Regions from separate parts of the Mus musculus genome. Here region 1 is linked to region 2. A link is a contact called in public Micro-C data. All regions are on one chromosome and are shown on one strand. The core of a region is the stretch at or near the end of the contact, and the rest is flanking DNA. Distances in the headings are between cores, read along the strand shown.

Region 1 (4,395 bases), core at 1,290-3,789, 310 kb after region 2:
CTTCCTTGCCTATAAATGGGGCTCAACACAGAATTGTATAAATAAACTTCCTGGAAACATTATGAATCTGTCTTGTGCAGTCTTCCTTTGTAAACCGAGTTCACCATCCTCTAATGTGAACTTTGTAGAGGACATCATGGAGTAACACCAGAAGGTTCGATACCTCAGTTTCCCCATCCTAAGCTCAAACCAGGTGTGCCCACCACAAGCCTAATTCCTATTTAAAATATGTGGTTCTCACATCTCAACCTCATGCTGGCTGGCTACTCATCAGAGAGAGGTAGTTAGCCGAGTCAGGGCTGCATCAGTAGGAACACAGGATGGTCCCAGACCTGGGCATGATGCTGGGGACATGACCACACCAGATCCTACTCTCTCGTCTTGTCGGTCTGGGGCACACTCATCAGAGGGGACACAGTGTCTGTGTGAGGATGCCATGTAGGGTGTGTGTGTGTGTGTGTGTGAGAGAGAGAGAGAGAGAGAGAGAGAGAAAGAGAGAGAGAGAGAGAGAGAGGGAGGGAGGGAGGGAGGGAGAGAGAGAGAGAGAGAGAGAGAGAGAGAGACTGAAACCTGATTTCGAATCCCAAGTTTCCACTTGAAGCTGCTGGCTTTTGAGGGTCTACCTCCGTGGATCCCTTGCAAGGACCCTGTCACATGGCACACCTGAGGATGTTGTCTGCACAGTCCCACCATGATGAGGCTCTTCTATTCACCATGGAGCAGGCTCTCGCGGCTTTCCTGAGTAGAGATGCCTGAGAGCGAAGGTCGCTAGTGTCCTATCATCTCTAGTGGCCAGGAATCTTTCTCCTGTGAATCTGCTAGGCTGCCTTCATGTCCCCCCCCCCCCCCAAGTCTGTCCAACCAACAACACTGACTGAAGCTGAGACCCGGCCCTCAAGGGACAGAGGCACATTTTCTGTGTCCTGGAAGCTTGCCATTGTGGCTCTCCTCTCTTCTCAGCAGGAAAGTAGAGACTGGAGAAAGGCCCGTCAAGATTCACACACAAGGACTGGAGTTAGTTCAGCCGTTAAGAGCACTTGCTGCTCTTACAGAGGACATAAGGACCTGAGTTAAGTTCCCATTACAAAGTTGGGTGGGCCACATCTGCCTGTAACCAGGGATCTGATGACTCTGGCCTCTGTGGGTCTGCGCTCATGTGCAGTACCCCCACACGGACATATGTGCACACATATAATTAACAATAATAAAAATAAATCCTTTTAAAAGATTTACATACAAAAGAAGCTGGTTTGAAGAGAAAGACTAGAAGCCCTCCATCACCCAGGCTTCAAGTCGCAAACAGGGCATGTACAAGGAAAACCCAGGCTATACAGATGTGGGAGAGGTGGGTGCTATGTGAATGCCTTCTAAGTGTCCCCTGCCTCCAACCCAGTGCTTCTGGCTTTCCCCTCTGCTCAATAGCCCATTCCTATTCTTGGAAGTCCATTTCCCTTGCTCAGTGATCTTGCTTCTTGGCTCACCTTTATTTCTGTTTCTCACCATATGTGCCCAGTGTAGTCCTTTGTCTTGAGACACGAGAACCTAGATGGTTCACCAGAGAGTCAGGCTCGTACCTGTTACAGTGTGTTACCAAGCTTTTCCCTTCCAAGTCTCAGGCTCTCCTCAAAGCTGCTGCTGCTGTTGCTGCTGCTGCTGCCGCCGCCGCCGCCATTGCTCCTGCCTCTGGGAGGCACCTCTTCCTGCCAGCCCCACTCCCTGTCCCCAGGTGCCTGTCCTTACTACGTCACCTGTGCAAATGTGTCACATCCACCTCAGGGCAGATGGCACGAGCCACTGTCAAGCAGTGCATCTTTTGCTTAGTGTGTGTTGTAGGTTAAGCCGTCTCACAGAGTCGGGTAAGCATCCCATGACCTCATTTGCTCGCCCATGAGCTCCCCAGTGTCCCAAGCAATGCTGAGCTGGATTCATTTGCCTAAAGGCGTCCAGATGTATGTCAGCACTCCATTCCCCACAAAACCCAGTTGAGAAGCACGGCCTTTGGGAGTAGTTAAGTCACGAGACCATGCCTTGATGGAAAGTGGCCCTCAGCGAACGCCAGCTCTTCCAGAACCTTGACCTCAATCTTCTCAGACCTAGAAACCTAAGAAATAATCCTATTGTCATTTGTCCACTCTGGGGTGTAGCACTGAAGCTACCAAGGCTCATTAAATATGGCTGAAGTGGGATCCAGGATGCAGCAGGACAGAGGAAGGAGGACTAGGGAAGAGAAGTGAGGATCCACCTTAGTGGCCAAGGACAGAGCGAGCTCTGACCTGATCTGCCAGGCCTGACCCAGACTCTGAAGAAGCGGAGGCAACCCCAGCCGCTGCAGTGAGCGCCCCAAGAAGCCAACAGCTGTGGGCTCACTGAAAAATCTCACTTAAGCCTCTTCCTTTTCCATCCCGCTATCCTTGGAGTCAATCAGCCTTGTGCATCCTTGTCCCTGGCTCTGGGTCTGTGCTCTGACCAGTCCCCTGTGCTCGCCTGCCCAGCACACTGGGCTTCAGAGAGCTTGCTTAATCCACTTCTAAACTGTACATTTAAACAAACCTCTGGACTGATGCAGGCAGCTGTGCGTGACCAGCACACGGAGAGCCTCACCCTGGAGCATTAACCCCATTTATTAAAACTGCTGTAACTACCAGGATTTCAGCATCTCTAACTCAGAAACATGTGTCCTGGGCCCCTCCTCCCGGCCCCAGCTCTGATGCTGAAGGACAGCTAGGGTGGGAGGGAGGGAGGTAGGGAGGTGGGAGGCAGGAACTGCCCTGCCTGGGTTAAATATTTAAGAGGAGGCTGGCTAGCCAGCCAACCAAAATGTGCTTTCCCCAGCGTCAGCCTGGGGGTGGTGAGGGTGCAGAAAAAGCAGATCTAGTTTCTTTCCATGACTAAACCTCCCCACAGCAAAGGGCCGAGGCTGAGGTCATCCTGACACCTTTCTCTGTGACTTCAGTGGCTCATCCAGCCCCTGACTGATGACATTTAAGTTCCAGGCCCAGCCCATGCATCCTGCTGGGACAACATTTTCCAGGCACTTCACACTCACGCTGAAGCTCTGGGCGATCTCCTGGGCCAGCTCCAGGAACCTGCTATGCAATTATTTGGCTAGTCTTTTAAAACTGGCCTGCCTTGGGCCTGGTTAAAGTTGGTAAAGTTTTCACCTCAGAAGCATGAGGGCCTGAGTCCAATCCTCCAGCACCCAGGCAAGGTGACATACATCTGTCACCACAGTGCTGGGGTGTGGGTGACCGATTAGCTCCCAGGCCAGCTACTCATACCAAGTTCTGGAGCTCCTGACAACACCCCCTCATCATGCCTCAGCCACCAATTCTGAGCAGACACAGCCTCAGCCTCTGGGAAGCAGCAGACTCATCTCCCTATATGGGTGCAGGTGCCTAGTGCGTGTCCCTCCTGCCTCAGGGTGTCAGCCATGAGGTTGGGGGAAGGGACCTTTCTCACAGCACCTGGGTGACAAGGATGCTTCTTGTGGCACTCAGAGGGAGCCGAAGTGTGGGCTGCACCCACACCTCTATCAAACGTGGGAGTGGTAAACGCAAGCTTGGTCACTCTGAAAACAGGGTCAAGCTGGGTGTCTGTCATAGTTTCTGAGCCCAGCTCCTTGGGTCCTGAAGGTGCCACGAGCTTAGCCAGGCAGAACACTGACAGGCAGGCAGGCAGACAGCACAAACTAGTATTTTTTGTTTTGTTTTGTTTTCTTCTTGGTTAGCTACCAACTCTTCTGTTTTGTTTTGTAATCAATAGATTTTTGCTTCTGGCTCTTCTCAAAACATCAGAGGACCTGTTCACATTGTGCCCCCTTCCTCCATGTAGGGAAAGACACCCTGACTCTTGCATATTATAAAAATCAAGCCAAATGCTGTTGCTGTTTTTAGTCATGAGAAGCCTGGGTTTAAATTTGGCTTCTGAACCCATAATCAATTAAGCAGGTGTCGAGAAGGTGGCGCTGAACTTCCTTAATGAGCACGGGAACAGGATGAGAAAAGGCCACGTGGCTAATTCTCCCTCTCCACCTGTCGATGGCTCTGCCACAGGGGCTTCTGGGAGGAACCTGCTGTGGCCCTCTGACTGAAGGAAGCGGGTCGGCTGTGACCTTGGGGACTGCAACTCCACACAGAAATCACACGTGCCTATTTTTTTCCTTGATTCCTCGGCAGTGAGGCATAGCCCAGAAGGTGAGCCTCTAAGTTTACCCACATAGAACCCAGAAACCTGCCGCCCCTAGCCTAGCACCCCAACCCCACCCCAGTCCTCCCCCTTTCTCTCTCTAGCCCTCCTTCTCGAATTTTCCAACCTCCACTTGTACCATAGGCCCAGCTGCCCAGCAGAGCCCTAGAAGCTACTGTTTCCTCTCCCCCACCCTCCCCGACCCCAACT
Region 2 (4,487 bases), core at 1,082-3,581:
GACCCTCAGCTTCTTTTTCAAGTGGAACCTAGAAAACAAGCAGGTCCAGCATCCTGTCTGCCGGGTTCCCGTGTCCCCAGCCCTGTCCACAGGTTCTCCATACCCTGGGCCAAGTGGCAGTCATTGAGTGACACTGGAAAGGTTTCCACACCCCAGGGACAGGGCTGCTTCTCCAAGATGTGTTCTGAATGCCTCTTTGTGGTTGAAATGGGTACAGTTACATGGGCATTTGCACGTGTGTGTGTGTGTTTGTGTGTGAGTTTTGGAGTCTCTCAGGAGCCCAGTTCTGGGCTAATGAGTGCCTGCAGGGGGTCATTTCTCCTGATCTATGAGATAACCAAGAAGTCAGACTCTTCGTCACAATGGCTATGACTTTTGTGGCCCTATTGATGGGTGGTGGGACTGACCGGGAGTGTGTTCCAGGTGTCCTGGGTGGCTGAAGGAAGCAGCAATGAAATGGGGGAAAAAAAAAAACAAAAAAAAAAAAACAGAAAGGAAGGTGGAAAGGAAGGTGGCTAGAGATGAGGAACCAGAAAGGCAGGAGCGACCCCTTGTGGTCCCCGATTCTCAAGTGTCCTGTGCCCCTACACTCTGCATGTGTCCATTTTAGACCCTTCCAGCCCCCTTCGTTGGAAGATGTACCGACCTTACAGGGCCACCAGCCACCTGTAGATCTCAGGGCTGGGCCCCCTGGGAGGAAAGTCTAGGAGAGGCTCACAGAAAGATCTGTTATCCAGGGGGCAGTTTCACTGTTGACCACAAGGGGTCGCTCCTGCCTTTCTGGTTCCTCATCTCTAGCCACCTTCCTTTCCACCTTCCTTGTTTTGTTTTCCCCATTTCATTGCTGCTTCCTTCAGCCACCCAGGACACCTGGAACACACTCCCGGTCAGTCCCACCACCCATCAATAGGGCCACAAAAGTCATAGCCATTGTGACGAAGAGTCTGACTTCTTGGTTATCCTCTATCTCTCTAGGATTCAGAGAACACAACTTTCCTTTACTGGGTTACTATGAGGGCCAACGTGCTGGAGTGCCCGGGGCACAGCACAGTGCTACTGTTAACTTTGGGCTTTTCATCCTTTTAGCTTTGGAAGGTCCTTAGCTCCAAATGGGAGGATAGAATCCCAGAGAGGGCTGGTCCTTCAATCTCTCATGGGTTAGTGGGGGGCACCTAGATCCTGATTCCAGTGGCCTTCCCAGTTCCCCGTGGTTGAGTTCCCCCTGGCTAGGGAGCCTCCTTCCCTGGGTCTCTCTTGCTCCTTCTCACCGGTTCACTGGCCGCTCTGAGTCCAGTAGTTTGAGAATAGACTTCCCGTCCATGTCTGCAGGGATGTCCAGTCCAGCGATATCCAGTATGGTGGGGGCCAGGTCAATGTTGAGGACAATGTGGGGGTTCCTGGGGAACAGAGAGGGAGTGGAAACTTGGCCACCTGGGTGGCAGCTTAGCTTGGGACAGAGGCATCTGGAGGTGAAGAGGGAGGGACATCTGCAAATGAGAGAGCTTCCATCCTGACACTCTGACCCGTAGGGAGGCCAGTTCCAGCCGGACCGTCCGGTGCTGCACTGTCAAGGTTACATGCCCTAATACTATCCTCCTCTGCCTCTAGGGTTCATGCCCGCCCTCTTGTTGGTTCTTGCTGGCTGGGCACGCACAGTCTGGCCTCTGAGCACCTGTTATACTCGACCCAGAATGATTTTCCTCGAGGCAGCCGTGTGTCGCTTTTAGCTCTTAACAAGGAGTCTGGTGACAAGCCCCATAGGCTTGGGGACCCCACTCCTGGGATCACATTAGGGTGATCCACTCAGTAGCCACCCATGTGAGAGGGGCCCGGCAAAGACTATGAGGGATGGGTTGGCGCTCCAGCTGTTCTGTGGACAGATGTTCAGCGGTCTCACTGGCGGTATCCTCCTGCCTCTCTCCCTTGCTGGCGTGGAAGATGGGCTGTGCAAGTCCCAGTCCTCCCTCTGGATATACCTGACTGGACTTTGACCCCCCCTCCCCCAGCCCCCCAGCTGCTACAGAGATGAGGCGGCCGCGATTGCCAGCCTTTCATTCAACTCTGCCTCCTCTAAGCGGTTCTGTTTCCGGTTGCCACTTCAAAGGTTAGGCCAAGGAGAACGGCTAAGGCCATGGCCCACACGGTCCTTGAGGAAAGAGCAGACGGCAGACAGCTTACTCGGTGTTGCCACCAGGAGCAGGCCCAGTGGACAATGGCTCTCTGCTTAAGTCTGAGATCTCTTCCTCAACAGCCACCAGACCAGTGACTGCCCAGACGGGGTGGGAATCAAAGAACCTTCCCATGAGCTGGCAACACCCAGGCTCTGGCATTTCCTGGCACGGAACCCCGCCTCGCTGTTTTTCATGGGAGTCATAGCTCCTGGCTTCCGCCTCAGAAGGGTATGACCCTCCTCGGAGTCCACCCTGGCCGACACAATGGCTGGTACAACTGTTCTAGAATCTTGCCCCTGAGAGGCGTGGATTGGACCTGTGCTGAGTTTCAGACCAAGCAGAGTCCAAGGTCTCCCCGTGAGCCTGGGACCTGGGGTACGGGCACAGGAGACACACTTACAGAGAGCCAGCTTCCACGTTGGGGCCCCTCACGTAGAACGGGACTCTGATGTCGAATTCATACGGCATAGACTTGCCCTTCACCAGCCCAAACTGGCCAATGTGGTAGCCGTGGTCGGCGGTGTACAGGATGTACGTGTTGTCCAGCTCCCCCGTCTCCACCAGCATGTCATAGATCTGCAACAGAGGCCAGAGGTGAGGTGGCTGGCCTCGTGGGAGCCCTCCGCTCTCAGCACACCTCCCATCTCGACCATGCCTGGGGCAAGTCCACTTCTCTGCAAGGCCCCCGGAACTGACTCCCTTATCCTGTCTCTTACACTTGTTAACATCTGTCCCTTGTCTGTGGACAGTTCCTATGGGGTGGGGTCTTGCTGTGTGGGGGTCTCTGTATTTTGCTCTCTGGCAGCTGTGTTGCACTTGCACTGACCCTTAATAAATGACCTTGGATGAATGCATGCATGAATGAATGAATGAATGCATGAATGCATGAATGCATGAAGGAAGGAAGGAAGGAAGGAAGGAAGGAAGGAAGGAAGGAAGGAAGGAAGGAAGGAAACAACGCTAGATGTGGCCAGGGCCAGGGTGGGAGTTGGTAACCTGAAACAGAATCCTGCATGAGGGTCTGCAACTGTCCAGCGTGGCTATGGAGCATATGAACTATGTTGTGTGTGGCCAAGGAATGGAGTTTGAATTTTATAGTATTTTGATTTAAATTTAGATAGCTATGGATCCCCTTTGAGTAAGCTGTTAGCCCACACAGTGGAATATGATTCTCTGTGTGTGTGTGTGTGTGTAGTATATTCTATCACGTGTGTGAAAGTCGGAGGACAACTTTTGGGAGTCAGACTTCCCCAGCCTGCGGGTCCTGGACATTGTGATACAGACTTCGCCATGTCTTGAAAACTGTGCTTTCATGAAAAAAGGCAGTCCCCAAAGGCCACATTTTTATGATCCATTTGCATGAAATGTCCAGAGTGACGACAGGAAGACCTTAGTACCTGCAGAGACGGGGTGACAGCTAAGGGAAGGTGTTTAATCCCCCTGGAGGGATGAAAATGTTCTAACTTGACAGTGGTAATGGTTGCAGAACTCTGAGTGAATGCAAGTCAGTGAGGGCCGTGCACGAGGCACACATCCGGAATCTTAGAATGTGGGAGGTGAAGGCAGGAGGTGAGTGCTAGGCCAGTTTGGGCTACAGGAGACTGTCTTAAAAACAAAACAAAAAACCCCATTGTGTTGTATACTTTAACTGAGTGTATGAGTTATAGCTCAATAAAGCTACTGAACTTTTAAGTGGGTTTTTGATATTGTTGTTTGTTTGTTTTTTTGTTTTTGTTTTTGTTTTTTTTTAAGAAATAAAAGCAGCCAAGCATGGTAGCTTTTGTATGTAATTCTAGAACTCAGGAGGCCGAGACAGGAGACTCCTCATGGGTTAGAGGCCAGTTTAGTTACTTAATGAGTTCTACACCTTCCTGGGTTATACAGAATGAGACTCTAGTCCCTTCCTTCCTTCCTTCCTTCCTTCCTTCCTTCCTTCCTTCCTTCCTTCCTTCCTTCCTTCCTTCCTTCCCCTCTCTCTCTCTCTCTCTCTCTCTCTCTCTCTCTCTCTTTCTTTTTGGTTTTAGAGACAGGGTTTCTCTATGTAGCCCTGGCTGTCCTGGAACTCACTCTGTAGACCAGGCTGGCCTCGAACTCAGAAATCTGCCTGCCTCTGCCTCCCAAGTGCTGGGACTAAAGGCATGCGCCACCACGCCTGACTTTCTTTCTTTCTTTCTTTCTTTCTTTCTTTCTTTCTTTCTTTCTTTCTTTCTTTCTTTCTTTCTTTTAAAGATATTATTTATTTATTATATGTAAGTGTACTGTAGCTGTCTTCAGATCTCATTACGGGTGGTTGTGAGCCACCATGTGGTTGCTGGG

Evidence for each region. A called contact is a pair of places that touch in the nucleus more often than the background predicts.
Region 1: a Micro-C map of the HL-1 cell line shows a contact between it and region 2, with 3 times the contacts expected there. The contact joins two enhancer-like sites. A contact is called at or near these places in 2 of 15 datasets of contacts at CTCF or cohesin (embryonic stem cells and large pre-B cells), 4 of 484 Hi-C or Micro-C datasets (the HL-1 cell line, the N1E-115 cell line, bone marrow-derived macrophages and 1 more), 5 of 115 datasets of contacts at active chromatin or transcription factors (cardiomyocytes, embryonic stem cells and large pre-B cells) and 2 of 9 other capture datasets (embryonic stem cells and liver).

Annotation. Positions count from the first base shown.
Region 1 is chr2:166,396,447-166,400,841 of GRCm38.p6, forward strand. No RefSeq gene overlaps it. Among named protein-coding and RNA genes, the nearest start is that of Gm30796, 6.3 kb to the right of the region's middle. Within about 2 kb of position 2,540, at least 108 of the 459 cell types and tissues checked have an H3K27ac peak or open chromatin away from gene starts, as enhancers often do. A contact at or near this core is called in the HL-1 cell line and bone marrow-derived macrophages, where this site is marked.
Region 2 is chr2:166,084,415-166,088,901 of GRCm38.p6, forward strand. It overlaps Sulf2 (sulfatase 2), which reads right to left. Exons shown (of 21, transcript NM_028072.5): 7 at 2,572-2,747; 8 at 1,269-1,397; 9 at 1-28. Among named protein-coding and RNA genes, the nearest start is that of Gm52534, 34 kb to the right of the region's middle. Within about 2 kb of position 2,332, at least 18 of the 459 cell types and tissues checked have an H3K27ac peak or open chromatin away from gene starts, as enhancers often do. A contact at or near this core is called in the HL-1 cell line and bone marrow-derived macrophages, where this site is marked.